Linked DNA regions of Mus musculus: all the other regions are linked to region 1. A link is a contact called in public Hi-C and Micro-C data. All regions are on one chromosome and are shown on one strand. The core of a region is the stretch at or near the end of the contact, and the rest is flanking DNA. Distances in the headings are between cores, read along the strand shown. Region 1 holds the start of Plekhg1 (pleckstrin homology domain containing, family G (with RhoGef domain) member 1). Region 2 holds the start of Mthfd1l (methylenetetrahydrofolate dehydrogenase (NADP+ dependent) 1-like). Region 3 overlaps Plekhg1 (pleckstrin homology domain containing, family G (with RhoGef domain) member 1).

What was found. Hi-C and Micro-C count contacts between places; a contact is called where the count stands out from the background.
Region 2: a contact with region 1 is called in a Micro-C map of embryonic stem cells, with 2.5 times the contacts expected there. The contact joins the promoter of Mthfd1l here to the promoter of Plekhg1 in region 1. A contact is called at or near these places in 7 of 39 promoter capture datasets (the C10 cell line, hematopoietic stem and progenitor cells, liver and 2 more), 2 of 484 Hi-C or Micro-C datasets (both in embryonic stem cells), 3 of 115 datasets of contacts at active chromatin or transcription factors (astrocytes, bone marrow-derived macrophages and extraembryonic endoderm stem cells) and 3 of 9 other capture datasets (bone marrow-derived macrophages, embryonic stem cells and liver).
Region 3: a contact with region 1 is called in a Hi-C map of uterus. The contact joins the enhancer-like site here to the promoter of Plekhg1 in region 1. A contact is called at or near these places in 8 of 39 promoter capture datasets (the 3T3-L1 cell line, 3T3-L1-derived adipocytes, the SN4741 cell line and 5 more), 6 of 484 Hi-C or Micro-C datasets (embryonic stem cells, nephron progenitors, psoas muscle and 2 more), 2 of 115 datasets of contacts at active chromatin or transcription factors (embryonic stem cells and neural progenitor cells) and 1 of 9 other capture datasets (adipose tissue).

The regions. Positions count from the first base shown.
Region 1 is chr10:3,738,569-3,741,824 of GRCm38.p6, reverse strand. It overlaps Plekhg1 (pleckstrin homology domain containing, family G (with RhoGef domain) member 1), which reads right to left and starts at 1,448. Exons shown (of 17, transcript NM_001159942.1): 1 at 1,285-1,448. The region is part of intron 1 of Gm30164 (a long non-coding RNA gene); the gene reads left to right.
Region 2 is chr10:3,971,556-3,974,811 of GRCm38.p6, reverse strand. Mthfd1l (methylenetetrahydrofolate dehydrogenase (NADP+ dependent) 1-like) reads right to left here and starts at 1,737. Exons shown (of 28, transcript NM_172308.4): 1 at 1,334-1,737. The coding sequence starts at 1,557.
Region 3 is chr10:3,896,494-3,899,749 of GRCm38.p6, reverse strand. The region is part of intron 3 of Plekhg1 (pleckstrin homology domain containing, family G (with RhoGef domain) member 1); the gene reads right to left. Among named protein-coding and RNA genes, the nearest start is that of Mthfd1l, 75 kb to the left of the region's middle. Within about 2 kb of position 1,504, at least 12 of the 459 cell types and tissues checked have an H3K27ac peak or open chromatin away from gene starts, as enhancers often do. A contact at or near this core is called in uterus, where this site is marked.

The DNA of each region.
Region 1 (3,256 bases), core at 199-2,698:
TGAAAGGGGTAAAACCAATTAAAACTATGTGGTTCATATACACTGCTTTAACAGTGAGGAAGTACAAGCTACCAGGATTGCTTTTCCTCACGTCCCACACAGTGTAAGGCTAAAGTTGAGAGGTTTTAGATCTCTGACACGATAGACTTGGATACACTTTAAAAACAAAACAAAACAAAAAAAAAAAACAAAAAAAACATCAGTTTAACAACAACAACAAAAACCAAAACTCATCTATTCTTTGAAAGTATGCGAACTCCAGAAACTGAGAATTCAAACAGGCTGACCACAGGTTTTAACGCAATCTAAGCCTGGAATTCAATTAAACGTTAAATCTGACCCAGACTTAAGGCATCCTACTGGTTTTGTATCCAATGTGTATTCAGTTTGTATCCAGAGTGCCCCTAATCCCCAAAACAACCCTCCCGAGGTGACTGGGTTTCCTGAGAAGATAAAATCGCTGTCAAAATAGGTGCAGTAAGCTCTGGCCACCTGAAGGTGGTACAAAGAGAGCGCCAAGAGCCGCCAGAGCTTAATGAAATTCCAGGGTTGCACACACAGTCAGCTTTACACATACCAACTTCATACAACACATCCAAGCAATCAGCTACATCATTGTTTCTCAGGAACATTGTGAAACTGAGGAAGCCAACCACCCTCTCCTCACTGGGCGTCCTGGACTGTAGAGCTCTGAGACTCCATGGGGGACACAAAGAGGGGGTCTGCTCTAGCAGTCACCCCGGGGCCTGCTGCCCGCCCCCCAACAACCTTTTCCTCTGGCCAACAGTCCACACAGTCGTAGCCAGCTAGGTATTACCGTGTGTCCGGGTGACGGATGGGGCACAGCTTCTAGACTCCCGGGTCACTCCTATAAAGCGCTGACTTGCTGATTTGGGGGCGCCCACGCGAGTTTCTGCCCCACGCAGGACTGCTCCTAGCTGGAGCACACAGCACTCCCCGCCATCGCGCCCGCACCGCTGTTGGGGTGTTGTCCAGACTGTCCTATTTGGGGATAGTTCCGCTTGACTTGGGGGCGCGGGTGGCACACGGCGCGCTTGAGCAAACTTCGCGGAGCTGCAAACTGCAACCCGGGTGGCTGCAGCAAGGGGCGGGAGCGCCGGGCTAGCAGGTCCTGCCTGAGTCGACCCCATCAGTCGACTGCCAACGACCCCATCAGTCCCCTCCCAGGAGCAGCGCTCAGAGACACCCCCCGCCCCGCCCCCCCCCCCCCCCCCCCCCCCCCCCCCCGCCCAGGGCCAGGCACTGCGATCCCGCTCTTCCCACCTGCAGATTCGGGGCGCGTGGCCGAGGTCCCCGGCTTCCCTTGTCTGGTCCCTGGAATAGTCTCGGCGGAGCTTACGGGAGAGGGGCGGCTCCCGAGCGCTGGCTCCGCGGTGCGCTGCGCTCCAGCGCCGGCTCCGGCGGCCCCGAGCCCTGCAGCTCGCCTGGCTCCACTTCCTCTTTCCCACTCTGCTCCCGGCGTGTCCCGCCCCGCCCCGCTCCTCGGTCCGCTGCAGCGGGTTGCGGTCCCCGCCCGCCTCCACGGGGCCCTGCGGGAGGAAAGAGGCAGAGAGGAGGAGGCAGCTCAGAAAGAGATTAAGCTTGCTCTCTGGAGCTTTGCCAAAGACAGCAGTCAAATTACAGCCTCTGGGGGGAAAGTTTTTGTCTCTTTTCTTTTTTCTTTTCTTTTCTTTTCTTTTCTTTTCTTTTCTTTTCTTTTCTTTTCTCTTCTCTTCTCTTCTCTTCTCTTCTCTTCTCTTCTCTTCTTTTTTCTCTTCTCTTCTCTTCTCTTCTCTTCTCTTCTCTTCTCTTTCCTTTTCTTCTCTTTTCTCCTTTTCTTCTCTTTCCGTTTTCCTTTCCCTCTTTTTCTTTTTGTTTTTCTTTTCTCTCTTCTCTCTTCTTTAAAAAAAAAAAAAAACTCCCTGCTACTGTGTTAACAGCCACATCGCTTTCTTTTTTCTTCTCTTCTCTGGGCTGTTGGGGTACAGCTAAGCCTTGGACATGGCCACTTCCCAGAGTGTTCTGAAATCGGATCCAACACCGTTTCTTTGCATCCAAACTCGAATTTCACACTGTAGCTTATGATGTCACAACACTAGGAAATGGGAGAAGGGTGCTTACTGGGTTCAGGCATCAGCACCCCCACCACCCCAGTGAACATACTGGATGACCTTTGATTAGAGAAAGCAAAAGTGGAAAAGGAGGCAGAGACCTTTGCGACAGCCAGATGTTTAAAGGCACCCATAAGGTAGGACAATAAAAAATAGGACCTCTATCACAGGTGCCTTTTTGGTGACATTCTTGGTAGCACTTGGCACCTTTCAAACAGGTGTGTCAGATATGCCTGTGTTTCACCAGGCGTAGTAAGACACAGCCACGCACTCTGCTTGATTCTAAGAACTTCATCTCCCTGTAGTACACCACATATTATAAAGTTTTATGGTACTGGGTGAGAGGGTTTTTTGTTTTTTGCTTGTTTTGCTTTTTTAATAAACAAACAATTCACCTTTCAATGTGTCCACATTCTGAGTAGCATAATGAACTCTGGCCGTCCTGCCTGCTTCCCCCTGGTATGCAAGTCATTCTTTTGTCCAACATATAGTTACTACTGCTGTGATGAAACACCATAACTAAAAGCCAAGAGGGCAGGGAAACCCTTGGCTTTCACGTCCACATCACTATTCAACATTGGAGGAAGTCAAGGCAGGAACTCAAGCGGGGCAGAAACCTGGAGTCACCTGCTAATGCAGAGGCCATGGAGGACTGCTTACTAGCTTGCTCAATCTGCTTTCTTACAGCACCCAGGACCACCAGGCCAGGAGTGACCCTCCCATGATGGGCTAGGCCCTCCTGCATGGATCACTAATGAAGAAAATGCCCTACAGGCTTGCCTAAAGCTGTATCCTGTGGAGGCATTTTCTCAGTTGAGACTCCCTCCTCTCCTATGACTCTAGCTTATGTTAAATTGATATAAAACAAGCCAGCACAAATATACTGTATACACTACAACTCACTAGTAGCTGTCTCACTCTTCAGATCAATTGCCGTGGTATCACAGTGCTTGTGTTTCAGTGATCCCTACTTTACTTATTGATGGTCCTGATGTCCAAGTGTCCAAGAGTAAGGATACATAGGCCTTTTATTTCACTGTATTGTTAGAACAGTTAATTGAATATATATATATATATATATATATTGTTTTTCGAAACAGGGTTTCTCTGTGTATCCCTGGCTATCCTGGAGCTCACTCTGTAGA
Region 2 (3,256 bases), core at 488-2,987, 230 kb before region 1:
GAGCCACCCATTTAGCTAAGGACACGTGCATGCACACATATGTTTTTACTTATATATTCAAGGATGCATGTTCTGATGCATGTGTGTTGTGTGTACACGCCATAGGTCAACTCTGGATGCTGTCCCTCAACAGTTGCTCACTTTAATTTTGGATACAGGACCTGTCATTGGTCTGGATTATGCTGTGTGGGCTGGCCAGTGAGCTTCACGATCTGACCTTCTCTGCCTCTCAGGGACTGGGATGTCAAGAGTATGCCACCATGCCCACATGGGTACTGGGGATGGAACTTAGGTCTTCATGTTTCCCCCAGCCAGTACTTTTACTCAGTACTTAACTGAGCAGTCTCCCTAGCCTGAGCTTCCATTTTTAAACAACTGGTAGAAAAACAGAAATAAGGATACTTCATAGCACGTGAAAACCACATGAAATTGAAATGTCAGTGTCCATAAAATGTTGGATTTTATCAAAAAACTGTGAGAACGTTTTTCCTTATTACAAACGTACCCATGTAACATTTTAAATTCTGCTTTTTAGTTCACTGAACCTTAAGTATTTACTGTCATGCTCATTACACCAAGTTTGTAGAGCTTAGTTTAGTTTATTGTAAAAATAATGACTACTTGTTGCGGGATATATGTGTGACAGCCCCTGGGGGCAGATTATTTTTGCTCATTTGTTTCCATAGCCCCAGTTGGGAATCAAAGCAGAAAAGGGCTTTCCCGCCCTTTGCAGGTAGGTGCCTCTGCACAGCAGTGGCCTAGCAAACTCACTATAGGGTCTGACCAGATGACTCTGCTCAGATCACCACCGGATATAGAATGAACTTTCCAGATACTGCTGCACCGGAACCTGTGTGCTCTCTGAGCAGCGATGCTCCGGAGCGGACCGTACGCCTAGACCTAGAGGGCTTCCGCAAGGGGTTTAGCCCGCCCCTCCTTCAGTAGTGGGACATCAGCAGTGGCGGGATTGTAGGGCCATCCTCCTTGCTTCTCTCCCGCCCAGGGCCGCACCGCCCTTTTCCTGTCGGCGCCACGCCCGGCGCGGTTGCATCAGAGCCGGAGGCGGGCGGTGCACGTGGAGCGGGGCGTGCGGTCCGTGAGGCGCGCGCCGGCTGGGGGGGATGCCCTCATCTACCGGGTCCCATACTCCGGACGTTCCCCTTCGCCCCCACGCCCTCTCTGCCAATCGCAAGGCGTCTCTAGCAAGTCGGAACCAAGCATTCTCTGTTTCCCGCCCTACGAACGGTCCCTCGGGTCTCCCAGCGGCCGAGAGTGCCATTGGGTCCTTGGGTCCCTGGCTAGGGACCTGCCTGTAGACAAACAGGACACTCACCTGACGATGGAGTCCATCCCGGGGGCTTCCGGATTGCCTGGGCCATGGCTGCTGAAGGTTTGGCCATCCTGCAGCCGCCGCCCGCGTAACCCCTCGGGGTCACCACCTCCGCTGCTGCTGCTTCTGCTGCCTGAGCGACACAGCTCACGGAGGCGACACGCCGGGCCCGAGGGCAGCTGCTGGCGGCCGAGCTGGCGAAGCAGGAGAGGGAGGCGGACGCTCATGCTGCTGCAGAGTGCGGGGTGACTGGTTATCCCCAGGCGCCGAGATGCGGCTGCAAGTTCTTCCCCGGGCTGGCGTGGGAGGCACCAGAGAGCCAAGCGGCACAGTAAAGGGCCAGCAGCAGGAAAGACTAGACTCTTCCTCGTGGGAGGAACTGAGGCCCCTAGGGGGCACTGTACCAAGTGGCCGTGACGTTAACAGGGCGGGGGCCAGCGGACGTGAAGCTTTTGGTTGGAGTTGCCAGAAAGTCAAGGCATAGGAGGTGGGGCATCAGCGTGGTGCTGAGCCCTTGCCCTGAGATTGTATGGCCAGCCCTTCTGCCTCAAAACCTGATGCCACCCTTGGTCTTCATAATGCAGCTCACTTTCCTCAGGAGGTAGTGGTCCTAAGTCCAGTTTAGACCTTCAGAAGGAAGTGTTTATTACGTGGGAGGTGGCCTAGGGCTAAATGTCGTTCTTAGAGTTTGCAATGCAAATGCTGGTTTTGTAGCCTTAAGCAGATTAACGTCAATGGTTTTAGGACTGAGTCTTCCAAGTTTATAATTTCCAAGGCTAGTGGGAATAACATAGTAACTTTGTAGACCACAAATGAGGTAGGGTAGAATTTGTGCAAGGCAGAGACCGTTTTTTGAGTGCTCACGCTGTCTTGTGTGCTGGAAAGATATATTTATTAACCCCAACAGATGTAAGAAATGGAACGCCATTCGTCTGATTTCTAACCAGGAGAACCTGCGATCAAGAGAAGTCATTTGGTTTGCTGGCAGAGCTGTGAGCTTGCCCAATTCCACGTGCCCTCCTCCTCTTCCTCTTTTTAAGTTTTACTTGTGTCCTTGAGCTTGCAGCAAGTAAAGGATAGGACAACCTGAAGAAACCAGTTCTCTGATTCTATCTTGGGGTCAGCAGCGGCGTGCTGAGGTGCTGGGCAGAAGGATTGTTCTAGGGATAGAACTCAACTTCATAGGTTTGGCAGCAAGTGACTATACCTGTTGAGCCACCTCACTGACACACGGGGGCCATGTTTTTGAAATGCATGGACAAGCAGGTTCCAAAGAGGGTAAAAAGTTTAAGAAAAAAAAAAATACACACATCTAGTTGGAACTTGGAGCCACAGAAACTTACTCCCTATGAAAAGTGCCTACGATGAGGTTGAGTCAGACAGTGTTTACAGGATATCCTCTGCCTTCCTCACTGCTGTAGGTTGGATATGTGTCCCAAAGGTCCATATATTAAAAACCTGGTCACCCTCTTGGTTACTGGGAGATGGAGGCATATTTTAAGAGTTGAAGCTTATACATGGAGGAATTTAAGCCCTTAGAGATGAGCCCATGGAAGGGATATTGGAATCTATCTTCTGGCCATGTCCATTCATTTATTAGGGCAGGTTTGATAGATGTCCCTTTTAGATTGGGGATCCCTAAACACAACATTTCTCATCTGTGGAATAAACTCAATACTGTGCGACATCTCCCAGGACTGTGGTGCGTCTAGAGGAACAAGAGCTGTGGGAAATGTGAAGCTCACTCTGCCTGCAGGGATAGATAATAAGGCTCTTACCTCTAGCCTGGGAAAGCAAGGCAGGCTGACTTACGAGCTTGTAAACTCCCTTCATGCTTCTTAGCAGTGAGTTCAGGGCTAGTATCAAGCAGGTAGAGAGATAGACCACAGACAGCTGGGTGGACGATGTCACTGTGCTTGTGTGTAG
Region 3 (3,256 bases), core at 255-2,754, 160 kb before region 1:
AGAGGCCCATTGGACACGCAAACTTTATATGCCCCAGTACAGGGGAACGCCAGGGCCAAAAAGTGGGAGTGGGTGGGTAGGGCAGTGGGGAGGGGGGAGGGTATGGGGGACTTTTGGGATAGCATTGGAAATGTAAATGAGAAAAATACCTAATTAAAAAATATATAAAAGAAAGATAGAAAACTAGAAAAAAATTAAAATTATTTAAAATTTTTATTTTTTAAAGATTTTTTAAAAAAGATTTATTTATTTATTATGTATAAGAGTACACTGTAGTTGTGAGCCTTTACGTGGTTCTTGGGAATTGAATTTAGGACCTCTGCTAGCTCTAGTCAGCCTTGCTCACTCTGGCCCAAAGATTTATTAATTATTATAAGTAAGTACACTGTAGCTGTCTTCAGACACACCAGAAAAGGGCATCATATCCCATTACAGGTGGTTGTGAGCCACCATGTGATTGCTGGGATTTGAACTCAGGACCTTTGGAAAAGCAGTCCTCTTACCCACTGAACCATCTCGCCAACCCATTGGTATTATTATTATTACTATTATTATTATTTTATGTGCATGAATACTTTGCCTGCATGTATGTCTGTGCACCATGAGCTTCCATGATTCCTCAGAAATCAAAAGAGGGTGTCTGACCTTCACTGGACCTGTGCTTATAGGCAGGTGTGAGTTTCCACACGAGTACCAGGAACAGAACCATACCTCTAACCACAGAACTAGCATACCTTTATTCTTTCCCATTTCATTATTTTACAAAAACAATAATGAGTAACAAACTATAAAATGGTATGCATGCACACACACGCACACACACACACACACACACACACACACACACACACACACGTGAAGCAGTTAAAGAAATCTTGGTCTAGATAATCATGCTGCAAAGACACAAAAGGATACTACAGCTCTACAGAGCTCACTGGGACAATTTCTACAAGGTGCTTGAAGGAGCTTAGCCAGTGGCTCCTCCATCCTCTCTCTTCTTTGAGATCATGTTTAAAATGTTAGAACCTGGTTAACATGGCACTAGAGACAAACCACAATGAAGAACAGGCAGTTATTTACATGAAATGTAGCTATGGTGCCTCCTTATGTTTAAATCCATCTTATCCTGCACTCTCTTTAGCTTGGAGATACAAAGGAAACTGGAAACGTCTTTCCTAATTGTCTTGCTTGTATTTCAAGCTCCTACACAGTGGACTTCTATAGTGTTTTTGTGTTCAGCCTCTTCTGTTAGCACTTTGTACCCTGGTCTTTGAATAGAGTGCCTATAGTTTCCCCTTTTCTTGATGGTGGTGGTGGTCTTTTATTTTGGAGAGAGCATCTCCTCCATTTCACAGAAGCCACCACCTGGTACTGTGTTAGGATGCCAGTGACACCAGAATGACCTACATTGATATATTGATTTACAGTGTAGAAGCACACTCCCTTCCACTCAGCTAGTCCTTCCTCCTGTTTTTTCCGAGGGCGTTAAGAGTAGGTGCCAAGTTCTATTTTACAAGCTAGTTGTTTACAAGCTGAATCACACAGGATCCCTTCCTGCAAGGAGCTGCCTCCTTGGCTAGCTGAAACGACAAGTATCAACAAACAGGTCCATGTACATTTCTGGCTAAAAGACCAATACATGATCAGGAGAGAAGGACCCACATATTCAGTACAGAAGGATCACAGGCAAAGGCAGAGGTGGTCCATTCCAGGAACGGATTGTAGCCCTTGGCAGGAGAGAAGATCTTTTTAAAGAGAGACACTTGTGCTACCCTACTGAAAAACAATGGACTCCAAAGGAAAACATTTGTACTGCAATTCCACACTGGGCATGGGGGAGAGGAGAAAGGCTTTGATATTAGCCAGAAGAGGAACTTGTCTCCCAAGAGGGCATCACCCAAAAGCTGGATCAATGACGGGCAGAGACAAACCTTGATCAGGATCATACACACACACACACACACACACACACACACACACACACACACACATGTATGTATGTATGTATGTATGTATGTATGTATGTGGATATATGTGAAGATACATATTTATGAGGATATATAGTGATGTATATTATATATATATATAAGCCATACCTCTAAAACTCCCTGCTGCAAAGCAACTTCCATCAGGCAGCAGTACAGAGGAGCCCTAACTTTTTCTTTTTTGTAACTTTTCCCTTTCCTTTCCCCCATTTCTTTTTCTTTTGGATGCTTGCCCGAAGTCTAAGCATGCTCTCCCAGACACTCTGGCCTTTCCCACCTGCCCTCTGAAGCTCCCACTGCTGCCCTCTCTCTGACACACACACATCTGGCTTCTGCCAGGCCCCTGCCTGTTGACTTCCATTGCACAGATTGCTGGCCTAACTCAAATGGCATGCCTCTCTTCCTCTTCTCTGTCTCCATTTCCCTGGCAGCTGTTGAGATTTACAGCTTGCCTGTTCTGTTTTTCTCCCAACCGCTAATAATATTGTCCTAGAGCTTCCTTCCAAGTCTATTTCTAAGTTCTTTTATTAACAAAACTATCCAGACTACAATCCAAAAGAGGCCACTCCTAATTCCCTAGCAACAGTAGTAGCAACCAGAGGATGCAATGAGATAAATACTCTAGCATTAGTACCAAAAAGGCAACCATAGGGAGTTTGGTTAGACCAGAGTAGCTACATATGGGAGCACGCTACCTGAACCTGAAAGCAGTGGAGGGAGGGACATTTAACAAGTGAGGAGGGGGAGGGGAGGGAGGGCGTCCGAGAGAGGTGTGCTTGGATCACCTGGTCTAGTAATTGCAGGCCTCCAGAGGAGGAAGCCTGGGATCCCCTCCCTTTTTCCACATTTTGTCACTGAGGAGGAATGAGCAGTTCTTCAGCTCCCTACAGGGCACTTTACTGTCCACTGGGCTAGCAGGTGGGTTGAAAGGCACTGAGTACACAGGACCCTTGGCTTCCTCTTTTGTTGGGTCATATCAGGGAGGCAGCTGAGCTATGGGCCTAGGCACCCACCATCTTCTATCTTCCCTTTTAGTTTTTTTCCAGGTATTGGACCTGCAGAGGCCAAAGTAGGTAGTTTTAGACTTTTTTGACAGGCTGGACACGTCTCCAAACCAAGACGACCTTTCTCTAACATCTCTGAAGATTTGTGGTGAGAGGAACAATGCCTATTTTGACCTGTCACATGCAGATAGTAGGGTTTTGCATAGCTCCGGCTTGTAGTCTGTCCCTATCAGGGGCCAAGCTCTGAGTAGGGCTTCTGTTTTGTAG